Regions from separate parts of the Sus scrofa genome. Here regions 2 and 3 are each linked to region 1. Evidence: chromatin contacts called from public HiChIP or PLAC-seq data. All regions are on one chromosome and are shown on one strand. The core of a region is the stretch at or near the end of the contact, and the rest is flanking DNA. Distances in the headings are between cores, read along the strand shown.

Evidence for each region. HiChIP or PLAC-seq counts read pairs in DNA pulled down with a chosen protein or histone mark.
Region 2: a contact with region 1 is called in an H3K27ac HiChIP or PLAC-seq map of alveolar macrophages. The contact joins two enhancer-like sites. A contact is called at or near these places in 1 of 47 Hi-C or Micro-C datasets (embryonic fibroblasts) and 2 of 2 datasets of contacts at active chromatin or transcription factors (alveolar macrophages and skeletal muscle).
Region 3: an H3K27ac HiChIP or PLAC-seq map of skeletal muscle shows a contact between it and region 1. The contact joins two enhancer-like sites. A contact is called at or near these places in 1 of 47 Hi-C or Micro-C datasets (embryonic fibroblasts) and 2 of 2 datasets of contacts at active chromatin or transcription factors (alveolar macrophages and skeletal muscle).

Annotation. Positions count from the first base shown.
Region 1 is chr17:51,752,564-51,755,312 of Sscrofa11.1, forward strand. No RefSeq gene overlaps it. Among named protein-coding and RNA genes, the nearest start is that of CEBPB, 31 kb to the left of the region's middle. Within about 2 kb of position 1,303, at least 26 of the 83 cell types and tissues checked have an H3K27ac peak or open chromatin away from gene starts, as enhancers often do. A contact at or near this core is called in alveolar macrophages and skeletal muscle, where this site is marked.
Region 2 is chr17:51,918,469-51,921,397 of Sscrofa11.1, forward strand. The region is part of intron 1 of LOC110257431 (a long non-coding RNA gene); the gene reads left to right. Among named protein-coding and RNA genes, the nearest start is that of PTPN1, 97 kb to the right of the region's middle. Within about 2 kb of position 1,448, at least 10 of the 83 cell types and tissues checked have an H3K27ac peak or open chromatin away from gene starts, as enhancers often do. A contact at or near this core is called in alveolar macrophages and skeletal muscle, where this site is marked.
Region 3 is chr17:51,938,137-51,940,890 of Sscrofa11.1, forward strand. No RefSeq gene overlaps it. Among named protein-coding and RNA genes, the nearest start is that of PTPN1, 78 kb to the right of the region's middle. Within about 2 kb of position 1,340, at least 31 of the 83 cell types and tissues checked have an H3K27ac peak or open chromatin away from gene starts, as enhancers often do. A contact at or near this core is called in skeletal muscle, where this site is marked.

The sequences.
Region 1 (2,749 bases), core at 53-2,552:
CCCACAGCCCCAGCACCAACGAGTCCGGCCCAGCCCTCCCATAAGCTGGGATAATAGCTACTCCCACATGGGGTGAGGCTTGTGCTACCTTCTCCATCCCAACCCCCTGTCCCAGGCTTGGGTGTGACAGGCCTGTTCAAGGCCTAGTGAGCCACAAACGCTAACCACCAAGGACTCAAACTGGCGGCCCATGGGCCGGGTCGGCCTCGAGGCGTGTTGGGTTTGGCCTGTGTTATGCTTTTGCTGAAAGTTAAAATAAGTTGCCAACACTGAAAATTTAGGATGTTGCATGCAAACATCCAGATTTCTGGCTTCCCTTGAGAAATGAAAAGATCCAGGTACTCTGGGCTTGTAAGTGCTGTGTGCTAGAGCTGAAGAATGGCTGCTCCCCCACAGACAGTATAGCTGCCCCTGACCCGTTTCACTTTTATGCCCCTGCCTGGCTCTTGTAGGCAGCTGAGCTGGCAAACCTCCCTGTAGGGTTAGGGGTCAGTTACCTATTTGCAAGATGGGATATTGAGGTTGAGAAAAACGGGTGACAACACTGGTTTGCACACTGAGCCTGGAACTCAGGTCACAATCATTTAGTTAAGTCTTTACTGAGCACCCACTATAGACCAGGCCCTGGGGACACAGACCATGAGAGATACTCTCCGTCCTTCTGGAGGTGACAATCTTCTACTCCACAGCCATAATGTCACCTGTATTGCTGGGTAACAGTCTCTGTTGGAGACAAGTCCTTTCTTGTTCCCTTGAGGTTGCTGGAAGTTGATTTCTTACAGCTCCTGGGACAGGGACAAGAAGCAGCCATCCTGAAAGGAAGCCCTTGGAAGAGTTCCCACCACAAGGCTGCTCCTACTTCCCAACCTGGGCTCTCAGAGAATGCGAGGGGTGGCCAGGGTTGGCTGACAGTGGTGGAGGGTGGGAGTGGGGGTAGGAGGGTGGAGAAGTGATCAGAGAAGCCACAGTAGTATCAGCTAGACAGAACAGGCTTTTCCATCCTGATTGAACCAAAGGTGAATGGATTAGGTTTCTCCTACTCCTCTTCAAAAGATGAGAAGTGGAGGGACAAGTCGCTGGAATACCCAGGTTCCCCACTTGCTAGTTCAGGAAATAAGCCAGTTTGGGGAAAATTGCACCTCCTCAACACAGTGCCACCCCTGGTCAGGAGGAGAAACTGCAGCCCAGCACCTCTATCCCCAGTTTCTCAGCCCTGGACCCCACTTGGGTTCCACTGACCCCAGTGCCACCAAGGCTTATTGCAGACATCCTGGCCTCCCAGAAGCCACATCTGAAGAGCATTAAGCAGCCCGCATACTCTCTGGACGGCTCCCCACTGACGCGGGGGGATGAATAACAGTCTCAGCCATCATGTGCGTTTGCTAAAAATAATCTTGACATACTTTTGCATTGGGAAACAATGTGGATTCCAAACATTCTCAAAGGGCAGAGAGGGGAAAAAAGGGAAGAATGGAAATCAAGTTTTTGAGCTTAGTAATTAATTGGCCTGTAAACAAATGACTCACGGTCTTTCCTGGCTATTTTTCTTTCCGTTTTGCGTGGAGTTTTGCAGGGATAAGGGGAAGGAGGCCAAGTGAGCCAAACTGATAGGCAAGACTGGGCTCAGATATGTTTCCCTGAGGTACAGGATGGCAACTGTCCTGAGCTGGCTAGTTGGAGAGTGAGAGGAAGAGCTTCAGGTGGAGGGAACAGCCTGTGTGGCAGGCCTGAGAACTGAAAGAGAGCTTGGCATGTTCCAGGAACAGTGAGGAGGCCATTGTGGCTTGAGTGGAGTGGACAAGGGGGTGAGTTCACAGAGGGCCACAGGCTCTGGATCACATGCAGCCCTATTGCTGTATTACGGCACGTAGACTTGATCCTGAAGACGATGGAAGCCACGGAAAGGTTTTAAGCTGAGAGGGTATATCATCTGATGCATACAGTGATGTTGTTTAAAAATAAGGTGATGAGAAAAATAAGTTCTAAATGTCTCTCTCTTGTTTGGATGCTTCTGATACTTAGATTTCCCCAATAAATAATTATCTAGTTGTTGTATTCCTTAAGGGTTCGTATAGTTAATGTCAGTCTCCTCTCCATAGAACATCAGCTCCATGATATTGGAGACTTTGTTGGTCTTGTTTACTGCTGTGTCCCCAGTGCCAAGACCAATGCTTGGCACACAGTAGGAGCCCAGTAAATGTTTGTCAAATGACTGAGCCCTCTCTGCAAGGTCAGCAGCCTCATTTCATTTGTCAGAGGAGGAACAGAGGGCAGAGAGGGCTCCACAGCCAGCCTGGGATGGTCCTGGGAAAGGCAGGTTTTATTTAGTTCAAAATAAGGAGAAGTTTTATTGCTGGAAAATCAATTCTGTAAGGGACTGAGTTCCCCAGCAATGGGGGAATTCAAATAGGGTACACATCACCAGCCCCACAATACCCCTCTTTGATTTGAGACAAACTCTGGGCTGGCTGATAGATGTCAGCCGACAATCTATGAGGCTGGCATGTTGCCATGTTCGTTGTGCAGATAGAGAAGCCGGGACCCAGAGAGGAACCGTGGCATACCCAAGGCCGCATAGTTATAAGCAGGGGAGCCCACAGTGGAATCCAGGCCTGACTATAAAGGCTTTTTCTTTTAACCCCTTTTCGGAGCCATGGACATTGATTTGAATCCCAGCTCCTCTACATAGATGCTATGTGACCTAGGGCATGTCATGTTTCTGACCTTGAGAGTCTTGCTACATTAAATG
Region 2 (2,929 bases), core at 198-2,697, 170 kb after region 1:
CCTTGGGCAGGTGACTTACTATTGCTGAGTTGGGGTTTCCCTGTCTGGAAAGGGGTAACAAGGGAGCTCCCTCTGGCATGTTTGTGAGAGTTAAGTCAACATCACAGGTGAGGTGCCGAGCACAGCCGACAGCTCCCGATGCCAGATCTTCTAGCATCAACCCCACATCTCCGTGTCATCCAGACCAGCTCAGAGCAGGTTTAAAAATCTGTCCACTGCTACCAAGCCCTCAAGGATAAAGTCCAAACTTCTCCCTTATAGCCTGGAATAACCCATCTTACCTAATAATAATAATGTTGCTAGTACTTATAAAGCATTTGCCATGTGCCAGGCAGGATTCTAAGTGCTAACTGTATATTAAAGTCATTTAACACTCCAATAACCCTATTGTTTTCCTCAGTCTTCAGGTGGGGAAACTGAGGCCAAGGGGATAAAATCACATGGCCAGGGTTCCTTAAGAGGTGGAAGCTCAGCCAGTGTTTGAACCTACACTGTTGGGCCCTGGGCAGGGCTGTCTCCGTATATGAACAGACCAGGGAGTAGCAGGAAGGCCCAGAGCATGGCTCATGACTCAGTAATCACAGTGTCCCCTCCACCCACCACCTGTCCCCGGTGCAATCCTGGACTCAAGGCTCTGGGGGTCTCAGCTCCTGACTCACAGCTGTACCCAAGAGTGTGTTTGTTCCCCAGTTTCCAGCAGTGCCCGCTATGGGCTGGAGACTGTGTACCAGAGAAAATGCAGACCCTCCACTGCCCCTAAGAGCCTGAGAACAGGTGGATATACAACTGTCACAGCTTAGCAAGAGGCATCAGGAGCTGGGAGGTGGGGAGGCTGCCCCAAGGAGGGGCCCGAGGAAGTGTGACACTGGCCCAGAGAGAAGACTGGGCAGAGTGTTCCAAAGGAGGGAATGCTCCGGAGGACCCCGCAGAGAGGAGCCCGTGGGCTCAGGGATGGTTTGGGGTCTCATTTGGCTGGAGTGCGGTGGGAGGGCTTGACCGCTCACTGTCCTGCAGCCTTGGGCAGCCCACATCTGGGCCTCGGTGTCCTCCTCTGTAAAGTGGGAGCAATAGTAGTAGCTGCACACAAAGATCAGGGCCTGCATGGGGCTGGCTGCATGGGCGTGAATCAGTGCTGCTGCTGAGATTATTAGGAGCTGCCCAACCTGTCCACTTCTTCCCCCTGCAGTCAGCTCTTCAGATGGAGGAGGCCCTGGCACCCTCACATGCACGTTCACAGCGATGACCCGGGAGGTCAGATGTCATGCCTAGAGGCGGGTACTCCCAGCACCCTCGTCTCAGAACTCCAGAACCAGGGCCCACTGTCCCCATGTTCCCCAGCTTCCAGGAGCCACAGGCCCTGGCTTTGCCCCTCCAGATCCCTCCAGTTCTTCTGTGTGTAGCATTTGTCTTTCTCTCCTTTGACTCACTTTAACTTTCTCCACATCTTGGCCAATCCTGTTTGTGAGTCACATTTGATCTTTGAGTTTCTCTTTTTTCAAAGGCACATTAAGACAGTGAGAAGCGCTAAGCATTTTTGAGCACTTGCTATGTGCCTGGCGTTTCCATTCATTCATTCATTCCCTCATCCCATTTATTCAACAAATAGCCATGAGCACCTCCATGGGCCTTGATGTTCATCATTAAACCACCAAGCTTCCTGCCTAGTGAAGCTCATGTTGCAGGGATGAGGGAGAGGAACAGATAAATAAAACTTCCAAGTCTACAACCTGTTTTGTGTAAATACAAACTCACTAAAGCACAACAACAACCCTATGAAATAAATGTTTAGCCCCATATTCCAGTTGAGAAAACAAAGGCTCAGAGAAGGAAAGTCACTTGCCAAAAGTCACACAGCTAGGAAATGGCTAAAGTCAAGGTCAGAATTTGAACTCACACCAGTCAGACTCCAGCACTCCAGCTTTGAACCTCCGCAGGAGACTGTCCACTAAGATAAAAGCCATTGGCCCAATTTCATCAGCAGTGCATTTGGGAAGCATCACAGCATCCCAGGTTGGGGGTATTAGTGTCCGGGGGCTCAGCTCATTCCCATAAGGCAGGATGAGCACTGCCCTCCCTTCTAGTAGCCTCTAAAGGGGAAGGCCAATACACGGTCATTCTCTGGCCAGAGCCGGTGGGAACAGGACGTCCTGGTCCTCTCGCCCTGGCCAGGCCCAGTGAGCTATTTTGGGGCACGTTTATTGATGGGACACGGGTGCCCAGCTGGACTCCTGATTCAAGAGGAAGGCCGCAGAAGGGCTGAGGGTGGCTCTGCTCCTCTCCGCCCTGCACTGCAGCGGGGCAGCCATCACCCGTGGCCTGTCCACACCCCAGGCCCAGGGTGTATCCTGAGCTGGCTGGCTCCAGGAAAGGCAGGCGTCCCTCCTGGAGTGCAGAGATACTGGCGGTCATGTGGGTGACTGTTTCCTCAAACCCTGGAGCCTGATTCGATTCACAGGAGGCAGAACCCAGAAACAATACAAGAATGAGGTCAGACGCAGGTTCAAAGCCCATCTGTGTTCCTGTATGACAACTTTACCTTTGGAAAACCAAGTCAGCTCTCAGAGGCTCAGTTTCTCTGTGTTTAAAATGGAGTCAATAATAACCGTCCCTCACAGGGAGAAATGAGGCTTAAAGTAGAGAGGATGTATACCGCCCAGCCTGGCATACAGGAGTGCTCAGTAATTTATAGTAACTTTGCAAATAATGATTGACAGCTGACACTGACCGAGAGTTTGGGCACGAGCTAGGCTCTGGGCTCAATGATTGATCTGTTTTATCTCTTTTCATCCCCCAACAATTCCAGGAGGCTGGGGAGAGACACTGTTACAGGTGCCACTGTTATCCCTTTGAACAGATAAGGAAATTGAGGCTCAGGAAGATAAGACTTGCTCAAGATCACACTGCAAATATGAAGCAGAAAAACTTGTCT
Region 3 (2,754 bases), core at 90-2,589, 190 kb after region 1:
GTTCAGCTGGTGAAACCACTGGCCAGGGGTCACACAGCTGGATTTAACCCAGTTTTATCCAACCCCAAAGTCTGTTTTAAACCTGGATTCTCAGGTGCCCTTCAAAATGTCCTTCAAGGAAATTGCATTGCTTTTGAAAATCAGAAGGGGAGAAAACCAAACAAACCAAACAAGAAATATTACATTTTTTTCACCACTTATTCAAGCTGTGATGGGGCCTGAGACCAACTGGGCTTGGGCAGGGTTTCTCAGCAGGGGCACTGTTTGTTCTTTGGGTGGGGTGTTCCTTCATCGTGCCTGGCCATCCCCCACATGGCACGTCCCTACCCTCTCAGCACCAGCTGTGGCCCCCAGTCATGTGTCACCCAGGCCAAGGCTTCCCCTGTTGAGGACTTCTGGATGGGACCCTATGATGACAGTGAGTTCTTGCTGTGGGCCAAGCACCTCTCCCACACTGCAAGCCCCCTATCAAGTTGAGTCTCTCCCTGCACACCTGAGAGATAGGTGCCTTAATGGCCCCATTTTTCACAGATGAGGCTCAGAGAGGCTGGGTGAACTGTCCAAGGTGACACAGTCAGGACTCGGACCCAGGTCTTGTCCCCACACCATACAGTCTCCTCTTGGGGACCAGGCAGGCAGGTCCAGGAATATGACCCTCGGGTTGGGGTGATGGGGAGGGAGGGCCGGTGATCTGCAGTTCCAGGTTTCCAGGCCAGGCGGCCACCAAGCGCCACTGTCCACTCTCCGTCCGGCCAGCTGGGGCCAGGCTGGGCAAACTGAAGCCCCAGGCTGTGGGGCTGGGCGACCGGGAAAGTGTGCACTCCCTCCGCCTGCCCGGCAGCGGCCGCGGGTGGCCGTCCGCCAGGCCCCGCCTGACGTCAGGGTCTGACCAGGGACATAATGTGCTGGCGTCGGGACAAGGGCTGGAGGGAGACAGGGCCTGGAGGCGGGGCAGTCAGAGGGAGCAGGCGAAGTGGGGGAGAAAAGGAAAGAGAGAGAGGCAGACAGACAGACAGACAGAGGGCCAAACCTAGAGATGCAGAGAGGTGAAGAAGAGAAATAGAGAACCAGAAAGAAAGAAAGTGAGGGAGAGGGTGAGAGACACAGAGCAAAAAGGGGAAATTGAGGTGGAAAATGAGAGACTTGGAGATACAGACAAACATCAATAGAAAGTTGTTCAGAGAGAGTGGGGGGGGAGGGGGGAGAGAACAGAGGAGGAGGTGAGAGGCGGTGGGCCGGTGGGGTTAAGTGCAAGCTGGGGAGCCTCCAGGCCTGGGCTGGGATGTGGCTTCGCACCTGCCCACCCGACCCCCCCGCCTCCCGTGTGACTCAGCGCCTCTGATTCCTTTCCTGAGCAATGGGGCTCATAGTCACAGGCCTCGCTCCTGTGGGGAGGGGACAGAGCAAGGCTAAGGACAGTGGGAGTCCATCCACAGGAAGTGCTCTGGCAGAGCTCTGCAGGCAGTAAGTGCTCACTAAACTGCAGTGACAGTAAGAGGGGGTGGGGAGGGGAGGAAAGAGAGAAAGGGCGAGGTGAGGGCTGACCCTTGAAAAACAGCCCTCATTCCACGGCACCCCCTTCTCGGCTGCCCCTGAGCACCCCCTCTTCCATCCCTTGTATGACTCGGACACAAGGCCACTGGCACAGACCTTGGCCTGGCCTTGCCTGTCTCGGGGCCCAACCCCCTGTTTATGGGCTCAAGAAGGCCATGATCCCAGGGCCATCACGTCACCAAAGCCAAACAAGGCCAGGCCCTGCTCACTGCTGGCCTTCCAGCCTTGCTACCCCTTATCCAGCTTAATTATTAAAGAGCCCAGTGGGGCTGAGGGTCTGAGCCAGCTGCCCTCCCAGGTGTGGGCAGTTGTGACTGCATGTCCCTCAGCAATGCGGGGCCACACACTCTGGAGACCCCAGGTTACTCCTGCAAAGTGCCCTTTCCCTTGCTCCCCCTTTTCCCGGGAGCCTCCATCATCCTCCTCTTCATCCTCAGAGTGCCCATTTATTGAGCACTTACTGTGGACGAGACATGCTCCTTAATCCCCCTGACAGTCCCAAGACGGTGAGCTCTATTATTCCATTCTACAGGTGAAGAAACAGAGGCTCAGAGAGCTAGAGTCACTTGCCCAAGGCCAACTGCTAACTCGTTAAGTGGCAGAGCCAGGATTCCAACCCAGCCACCCTCTTGACCAGATAGCAGCTCCCGTTTCCTGAGAAGCTGCTGAGTGCCAGGCTCCGTGCCAGGTGCTTTACCCACATCATCTCTTTCAACCCCCAAGGTGGTAACTCTGAGGCAGCAGTTCTCAGCCAGGGGCCATTTTTGCCCCCCCCCCCCCACGGAGATTTAGGCTACATCCGGGGACATTCTGTGCTGTTACAACGGGGAAGATGTTCCTGGCATCTACTGGGTGGAGGCCAGTGATGCTGCTCAGTTCCCCTCGATGCATAGGACATCCCCGAGAATGCACAGCTGAGAATTATCCGGCACCCGATGTCAAGAGCACAGCAGCTGAGAATCCTGCTGAGGTGTGGTCTGTTGTGATCTCCGTTCTGCAGATGTAGAAACCGAGGCATAGAGTGTCACTGCAGCCCCTACCCGCTGACCCTGCTCTTCCCCATAAGACCCCACTGCCACTCCCCATGGCTCCTGCCCTTGGAGACCCCTGCCTCTGTTCCAGGCTCTCTCTGTAAGTCCTTGTTTGCCTAGTAAGAGCCATGCCTCACCCCTTTTTTACATATGAAGGCAGTGTTTTAAT